2 separate regions of the Mus musculus genome follow, and region 2 is linked to region 1. A link is a contact called in public HiCAR-type data. All regions are on one chromosome and are shown on one strand. The core of a region is the stretch at or near the end of the contact, and the rest is flanking DNA. Distances in the headings are between cores, read along the strand shown. Region 1 holds the start of Pcdh17 (protocadherin 17). Region 2 holds the start of 4930529K09Rik (RIKEN cDNA 4930529K09 gene).

What was found. HiCAR-type assays count read pairs that join an accessible place to other places.
Region 2: a HiCAR-type map of astrocytes shows a contact between it and region 1, with 2.2 times the contacts expected there. The contact joins the promoter of 4930529K09Rik here to the promoter of Pcdh17 in region 1. A contact is called at or near these places in 6 of 39 promoter capture datasets (cranial neural crest, frontonasal cranial neural crest, hippocampal neurons and 3 more), 3 of 484 Hi-C or Micro-C datasets (cerebral cortex and cortical neurons) and 6 of 115 datasets of contacts at active chromatin or transcription factors (astrocytes, embryonic forebrain, embryonic midbrain and 3 more).

Annotation. Positions count from the first base shown.
Region 1 is chr14:84,441,844-84,445,519 of GRCm38.p6, forward strand. Pcdh17 (protocadherin 17) reads left to right here and starts at 1,720. Exons shown (of 4, transcript NM_001013753.2): 1 at 1,720-3,676. Gm32498 (predicted gene, 32498) reads right to left here and starts at 1,561. Exons shown (of 4, transcript NR_168882.1): 1 at 682-1,561; 2 at 255-393.
Region 2 is chr14:86,244,115-86,247,790 of GRCm38.p6, forward strand. 4930529K09Rik (RIKEN cDNA 4930529K09 gene) reads left to right here and starts at 1,856. Exons shown (of 4, transcript NR_040457.1): 1 at 1,856-1,979.

The DNA.
Region 1 (3,676 bases), core at 470-2,969:
GACTGCAAAATCAGACTATATGTTATCTCCTTGAAGCTCTGGGAAATTAATAGCTCCTTGATCTGAACCTTTAAGCAAGTATCCCCAAAACAATATTCAGAGCATTCTTGTAATTGGTCTGGATTTGATTTTCTTTGAAATTCTGAATGATTCATGTTACATATTTTTATAGTAGTCATTCACAATTTATAAATGGCAACTTAACTTCAGTATTTATGAACTACAATCAATACTGTCGCAATCAAAATACTCACCTTCTCTATTTCAACGGATTGTTTTCCTTTGTCCCTCTTAACTCTGCTCCAGAACTGCTAGATCAGAACCAAAACTGATCGTAACTTGTGGATGTTTGTGAAAGCAGTTCAGACAAAAGCAAGCTTTGAGATTCTAAAGCTGGAGATGAGAAATTTAGAATGGGGGGGGGGAGGAGGAAGAGGAGGGAGAGGAAGAGGAGGAAGAAGAGAGAGAGACAAAGAGACAGAGAGAGAATATTTAAACAAACATCATTCAATCTGGTATAAGTTCTTGCCTAAGTTCAGCTTCTATGAATAGGAGACTTTATACATATTAGCAATGCTATTTGATTTGAAAAAAATATCAAATTGCTATTTGGAATTTTAGTAAGATGAACAGAAGTGAATTAGACACCAAAGCTAGGGACATTAAGGGACATTGGATTACCTTGAATGTGGGCTGTGATAGGAGATGGTTAAAAGGTAGAAGTCTAAACACTGTTCAACCAGATTTCAGTTTCATGGAGCTGCAAAACATGTCTTAAGAGAGGCTTGTTCCCTCCTTCGAGACACTGCCTCTCTCTCCACCGGCGTCTGCTTTTCTTCTGAAACACTTTCATAATCAAGTGACTTTCCTTGCATGGGTGCCTGGGGACAGCGGGGATTTCTCTGAGGATGAAGAAAGTTACATATTGATTACAGTTGCTTGCGGCGTGTTTGCTCCCGAGCTAGCTAGCACAGACAGATCTCTAACACTGCACTTTCCTGGCGTTCACCGAAATAAACATCCCACCGTGAGAAAACGCGTACATACACCACACACACACACACACACACACACACACACACGCTCTCTCTCTCTCTCTCTCTCTCTCTCTCTCTCTCTCTCTCTCTCTCTCTCTCTCTCGCTCTCTCTCGGGCGCGCGCACGCATGCGCGCGCACGCACCCACTCCGCACCTCCAGATGAGTGCACAAGGAGTCAGAAAATCCGCAACTCCCTTGGCCCAGTGTTTGTGTGTGTGTGTGTGTGTGTGTGTGTGTCTGTGTGTGTCTGTGTGTAAGCTGACGACGTGGGTTGGTGTGTGGACTAGAAGGCACCAGGAAGACCGCAGCTGCCTCTCTCTGCAAAGTATACGGTGATTCCCCACGCCTGGCTTTACATCCTATCCCCAGTTGAAATCAAATCACTGCCAAACTTTTCTCTTTCTAGAGGAAGACACCCTCTAAACACCAGGGCTACCACGGCTCAGCCCTGGGCGCCGCCGCCGAGACTTAGCGCGGGCTCTGCGGGCCTTGATGCTCTCCGGTCGGACTCAAGCTAGTCAATGACTCTAAAGAGCTGGGGCTGCTGGCCCCGCCCCCGCCTGCCGTTTCTCCGCCTCCCATTGGGCGTGGGCCGAGAAGGCAGGGTCTGGCTCCCCACGCCGATTGGCTGGCAGAGAATCAGTATCAATGTTTAAGCGGCGGCGTGAGGTGAATAGAGTCAGTCAGCAAGAGACGCTGGGGAGAGAATCCGGACTGCGAGCCCGGCGGCTGCCGCAGCGGAGGAGGGCGGCTCGGAGACGGTACTCCAACTGTTGAATTGAATTTTTCACCTTCCATTTCCTCCGCGTCTTGGCTGGCGGAGATGGATTTATTCGGTTTGAAACCTGCACGTCTTTCTCAGGCTTTGGGGTGATCCTGACAGGCACCGCACTAGACTGAAAGAGACCACTCGTGACAGAAAAAAAAAAAAGGAGGAATTAAAATTTAAAAAAAACCTCCACAACAGACTGCACAATTAGCTATGCACACCGATGCTGGACTTTGTGAACAGAGACCGTTGGGAGGAAAATCTTGAACTATGATCCTGGGCTAAGCTGTGAATCATTACTGGAAACGTGCCCCCACCCCTAAGACTGAGAGATTTGGGGGCATCTCACGCCTAACCAAGTGGAAAGGTTTTTTTTAAAAAACAAATAAATATTCGTAAGCAAAGCAGACGCCTTGTTTTGCAGAGCCTCGGACTCCGGCCGAAAGAGGTAGAGTAAAAGTGTTCCTGGATTCAGCTTTGCCTTCCTCCCCCCACGCTTTTTCTCGTTTTTCTTCCCCCACCCCCGACGTGATTCCGGCTTTTTTGTTGTTGTTGTTTGTTTTTTTTTTGTTTTTGTTTTTGTTTTTCCTATTGAGTGGTCAGAGAAAGCCTTAAGAAGAAGCCTCAACTAAGGACTGCGAAGGGAGGACCGTGAGGGGAGAGTGAATACGATTCGTTCCGCTGCTTCTGACTCATCCCGCAGATGAGAACACCTGCATTTCTGGATGTGTCATTCCCGTATACCGAGGCGCTGGGAGAAGCGGAAATAATGTGTAGATCAACCCGTGCCTAACCTCCCCTCGGAGGTGGAGGAGGTAGTTTCCCCGGGTGGGCGCCCTGGCAGAACCGCGGTGGCTGCAGCTCCTCACCCTCTCTGCCTTTCCCAAGTCGACCAGAGACCGTGTGTGAGCCAGACTGCAGAATGCATCACGCCAAGCCTTGATGTATTCCGTCGACTCTACTCCTCCAATTTAAAATAATAATAATAATAAGGGGGGAAAAAGCCTACACTGTTATTCTCTTCAAATATTCACCACTCTTGTTCCTCGCCAAGGTTTTCCTTTCTAGATGAAAAGGAGGCTGGGCCACTGGAAGGAGGTGCTGAATAGAAAGAAAAGAGAGCCACTTGACAGCCCAGCCCTGTGAATGCAGAGACTGTTTCCCTTCTAGCGAGAGACAGGGCAGTGTGTGTGTGTGTGTGTGTGTGTGTGTGTGTGTGTGTGTGCTAGGACTGGGAGGGTAGCTCCCTCCTCCTTTCTAGTCTGCCCTCCCCCCTCCCCCCCCCCCTCAAATCTGCACGTCTAACCATGAGTTGCCTGTTGATTTCCTTTCGCCTGGCAAGAAAAGCAAACTGGAATTAAACTGCAGGGAGAGAAGTCTTTGCTTGCTGGAAGAGGATGGGATGGTAGTGGCGGCTCCCGGATTGGCATAGAGACACACCAGAGTGTTCTACGAACAGAGGCGGAGATATATCTCTATATTTTTCTCCTCCCAATAGGCTCTCGGCGCAAATGCTGATCAGGCTGTGGCTTTCTTGATTTTGGGGGAGAACCCTCTCCGAGGAAGAGAGGGAGGAGCTTGGTAGGGGGAGGAAACTACAAATCGGGACACTTTTTTTTCCTCTGCATTTCCTCCCCTCCCTCTGGCTGCTCGGAAAGAAGAGAGAAAAAGAAGAGGGAGAGAGAAAAAAAGACTTGGCTCGGAGATGCAGTCCGCTGCCGCCGCCGCCTAAACCAGCAAGGCAAGATTAGATCTTTAAATGCAGCAATACACTGCCTGAAAGCCGAGCATCCTGCATAGCGAGCAGACATTTCTCCGTGTGCCAGGGCAGCCTCAAATATACATATGTATCTGTGACTCTTTCTTCGT
Region 2 (3,676 bases), core at 606-3,105, 1.8 Mb after region 1:
CTTACATGGATACTCCCTCACAGAGAGTCAGTGATTCTAGATCAGTGGTTTTTGGTCTACCATTGGCAACTCCTTTGGCATACCCGATATCTTGCATCTCAGATATTTATAGTATGGTTCATAACAGAGGCAAAATGAGTTGTGAAGTCTCTGATAATAATTTGTGTTTGGGGGGGTCACTGCAACATGAGGGAGTGTATTAAAGGGTCACACAGCATTAGGAAAGTTGAGAATCACTGTTCAAGATCCTCTTATTGGACAATCAGTATTAATCATCACAGAAAGTAACGAGAAGAGCACAGAGTACATCTGGAATTTGTAAAGGGCCAAGGTCGCCAGGACAAGTAGTAACTTCTCAGAAATGTGGCTTCTGGTACTAGCATACCAGTAGGCATCTCATAGTGATACAGAGTCATAATGACACAAGTGTGTTGTGCACTAATTTTCCATACAAACATCAATAAAGATACTATTGTTGCCTTCTTACCCAATATGCAATTAGTGTTTATCACTGAGTTACTTAGAAAAAGAACTGGATCTTTCATTAAAGGATTTGTGTTGAAAAACTGAGAAGAATTAAGTGCAGTTTCCATTGATTTGATAGATTTATACATTAACCTAGATTCTAAAATGTAAGAAAAAATATTTTGGTCCTTCAAAGAAAAGGTGAGGTTCATGTTTGATGTCTTTATGGTTAGCTAATCCTTTCAAACAGACCCCTTTCTATTCTCAGGCAAGGTCAATGATAGCAGAGAGTGTCCATGTTCAATTCCTGGATCCCTACATCTAATGATCTATCTCTTATGGATAGCCGTAGTTACATTGATGAGCAAAGTCAGCTCTATGGATTCTCTTGACAGATCAATGCTTTCAGACAACCCTGATTTATTGGGAGAAAATGAACATGGTTTTCAAATAGGAGAGGATCAGTTTAATAATTCTATTGGCTTCAGGTTGCTCTTGGAATAAATGATGATGATCTTTGCTGGGCAGTGGGCGTCGGGGAATAAAGGGAGTGGGAGAAAACTCGCATCCCACCAGAGTTCCCATGCTCTGAGTGGGTGGACGTGGGAGGACTGATTCATGCGTTCCACTCAGTTCTGGGTGGGTGTCTGGCTGTGTGAAGCTATGGACTCAGCCCACTGGGGTTGGACAAGAGGCAGCCCGAGGTCTCTGGGCCTCAATGAAGCCAGAGATAACAGGTTCTTAGTCTCTGGCGTCCCAGACACCACTGGACACCTCGGAAGACCTGAGAACAAAATGGAGGCCCTAGGGGCGGCTCAGTCATCCCTGTGGCTGAAGGGAAGAGAGGGCAGGGTGGAGAGGGGGCTCTGGGTGGTTCCCAGGCAGGTAAGAGTCCTTGGCCCGTGGTTAGAGTGTAGAAAGGCCTTCTAGCGGAAGGTTAGATGCAGCTCTTTAGGGGAAAGCCTATGCCATGGTTTAAGCACTTTGGGCCTTGATGAATAGAGACAGTCTATGGTTTTAGAGATTTATTGTAGAAAGGCAAAGAGAAAGATAGAAGGTAAAACAAAGAGAGAGGCCGGCCATGCCCACGTGGAGAGAGGGGGGAAAGGAGAGAGAAAAGGAGGGTTAGAGATGAGAGTAAGAAAAATGAGAGCTTAAAGAGAGTGAGGAGGGGCCAAGCAGCCCCTTTTATAGTGGGCCAGCTACCTTGCTGTTGCCAGGTAACTGTGCGGAGGTGCATACCTGGCTATAGTCAGGTAACTGTGGGGACGGAATCTAGCCAGAATGTCAGAAGCTTGGGACATTGTCTGTGTAACTTATAGTCGCAGAATTATGGTGATGCGGGCTTTGTGGTGTCTCTGGGAATGTGGCTCACTGTTCCATCCCTTGTAGAGTTTCCTACTGGGTCTCCACTGGGTCACCCACTGGAGCAAGCCTCATTCAACCAGAACAGGCTGCCTTTCATGGCCCCACAGATCTGCCATAAGCACAACATTTAACGTGAAGAGAAAAAGGTAAGAAGATGAGAAAGGGAGGCTCTGAACTGATTTGGAAAATGACTCCTTTCTGAAGAGATCATAAGTACTGTATGAAGGGAGGTAGGAGAAAGAAGAGGGAGGCTTCAGGGCAAAGGGAAGAAAACTTGCATCCTCTAAAAAAACAACATGAACTGGGACACAGACAAAGTATAATTGTCTGAAGGAAAGATGATGAGAGGTGGTTGGAATGGGATTACACAGGGTCCCTGCAAGTCATGGAAAATAATGCGGATTTTACATAATTGCTATGGGAACCACTGTAGGATTTCAGGCAGGAGACTGGTATGATTTGATTTACATATGTAAAAGGTCATTCTCTCTTCTGTGTAGAGGGAAACTCGGGGGGGGGGGGGGGATCAGAGGGAGACTGGAGTACAACCACAACAGCCCAGGTAAGAGATGCTACTGTCTGGGATTCTGCTTGAAGCAATGGAAAGCCTTAGAAATGGATGAATTCAAGATGTAGATTAGAAGGTGAGCCACATCACCATTAGAGAATGCGATGATTCATGTAATTCACAAGTAAATTTTCCAAATACCTAACAGTTAACGTCAAACACAAAAATTTATTTTTTTGAAAAAGAAAACAAAATATGTTTTCATGGGAAATCATTCAAAATTGAACAAAACATTTCTTGAATTTTTTTTTATCCTTCTTTAGAAGATTTCTACCAAACTCACAAGTTATTTTGACTCTAAATCCTTCTCTCCATTTCTGTCTGCCATCTGACACATTTCTCTGTCAATTTCTTGAGTTCCTCAAATTCAATTACTTTCACTCCATATGTTAAAGATCTGGTTGTTTTGAGGCAAGTCTTAATTAGGATGAAAAGATTATTTTTCACTTAATCTAATCCACACGTTGGCTACACCATTTAGATGGGCGCCGCACCTGGCTGACTCGGGGCAGCATCTGCTGGCCCAGACTGCTGCTCAGCCTGCGCGCACTAAGGCCTCCGTCTAACCAGAATTATCTTTGCTTTGAGTCAAGAATCAGATTTAACTGATATAACCCACTAAGGTTAAAATCAGCATGATCCGTACTTACTAATGCCACATATGCAGACATTTGCAAGAACGTGTCTTTCCATTTAGTTCCAATATCTGTTTATGCTTATTTTCCAGTGTTCTAGATGAGTTCGTGGAAATGCTAGATTACAAAAGCTTAACAGGTGATGTTCTTTTCTTCTCTTCTCTCTCTCAAATAATGAATGGGAACCTAAATTAGAAACCAAATTCTCATTTGCTGAAGGATTGGAGACGGAGCTGATGAACTGGATTTTTGAGCAATGGCTTTCTGCGGTTAGGACTACATGACTGAGTTTAGCTGACCTAACAATAAGGTTACCAGCTTCAATGAAATAGAAGGTAAACGCAGATCATTGAGGGATGGAGACTGTGTAAAGGAGGAAGAGGCACAGGTAGCAAAGAACATGTAAGCATTCAGAAAAGGAGACTGTGAAGACACCTAGAAAAATCTACACAGCTGAAAAGGGAAAGTCAAGCTAAAGGAAGATGGCATTTTAAGAAAAGATGTATATGGACATGTCTGCATCCTCATGAAGACGGTGGGGCTAAAGGGAGCCATTCAGAAAGCAACATCAGGAAGTGCAGTGTCCTTGAGAGTGAGGCAATGGGGCTGAGAGCATCAGGAGAGAGATTGGCCTCCATAG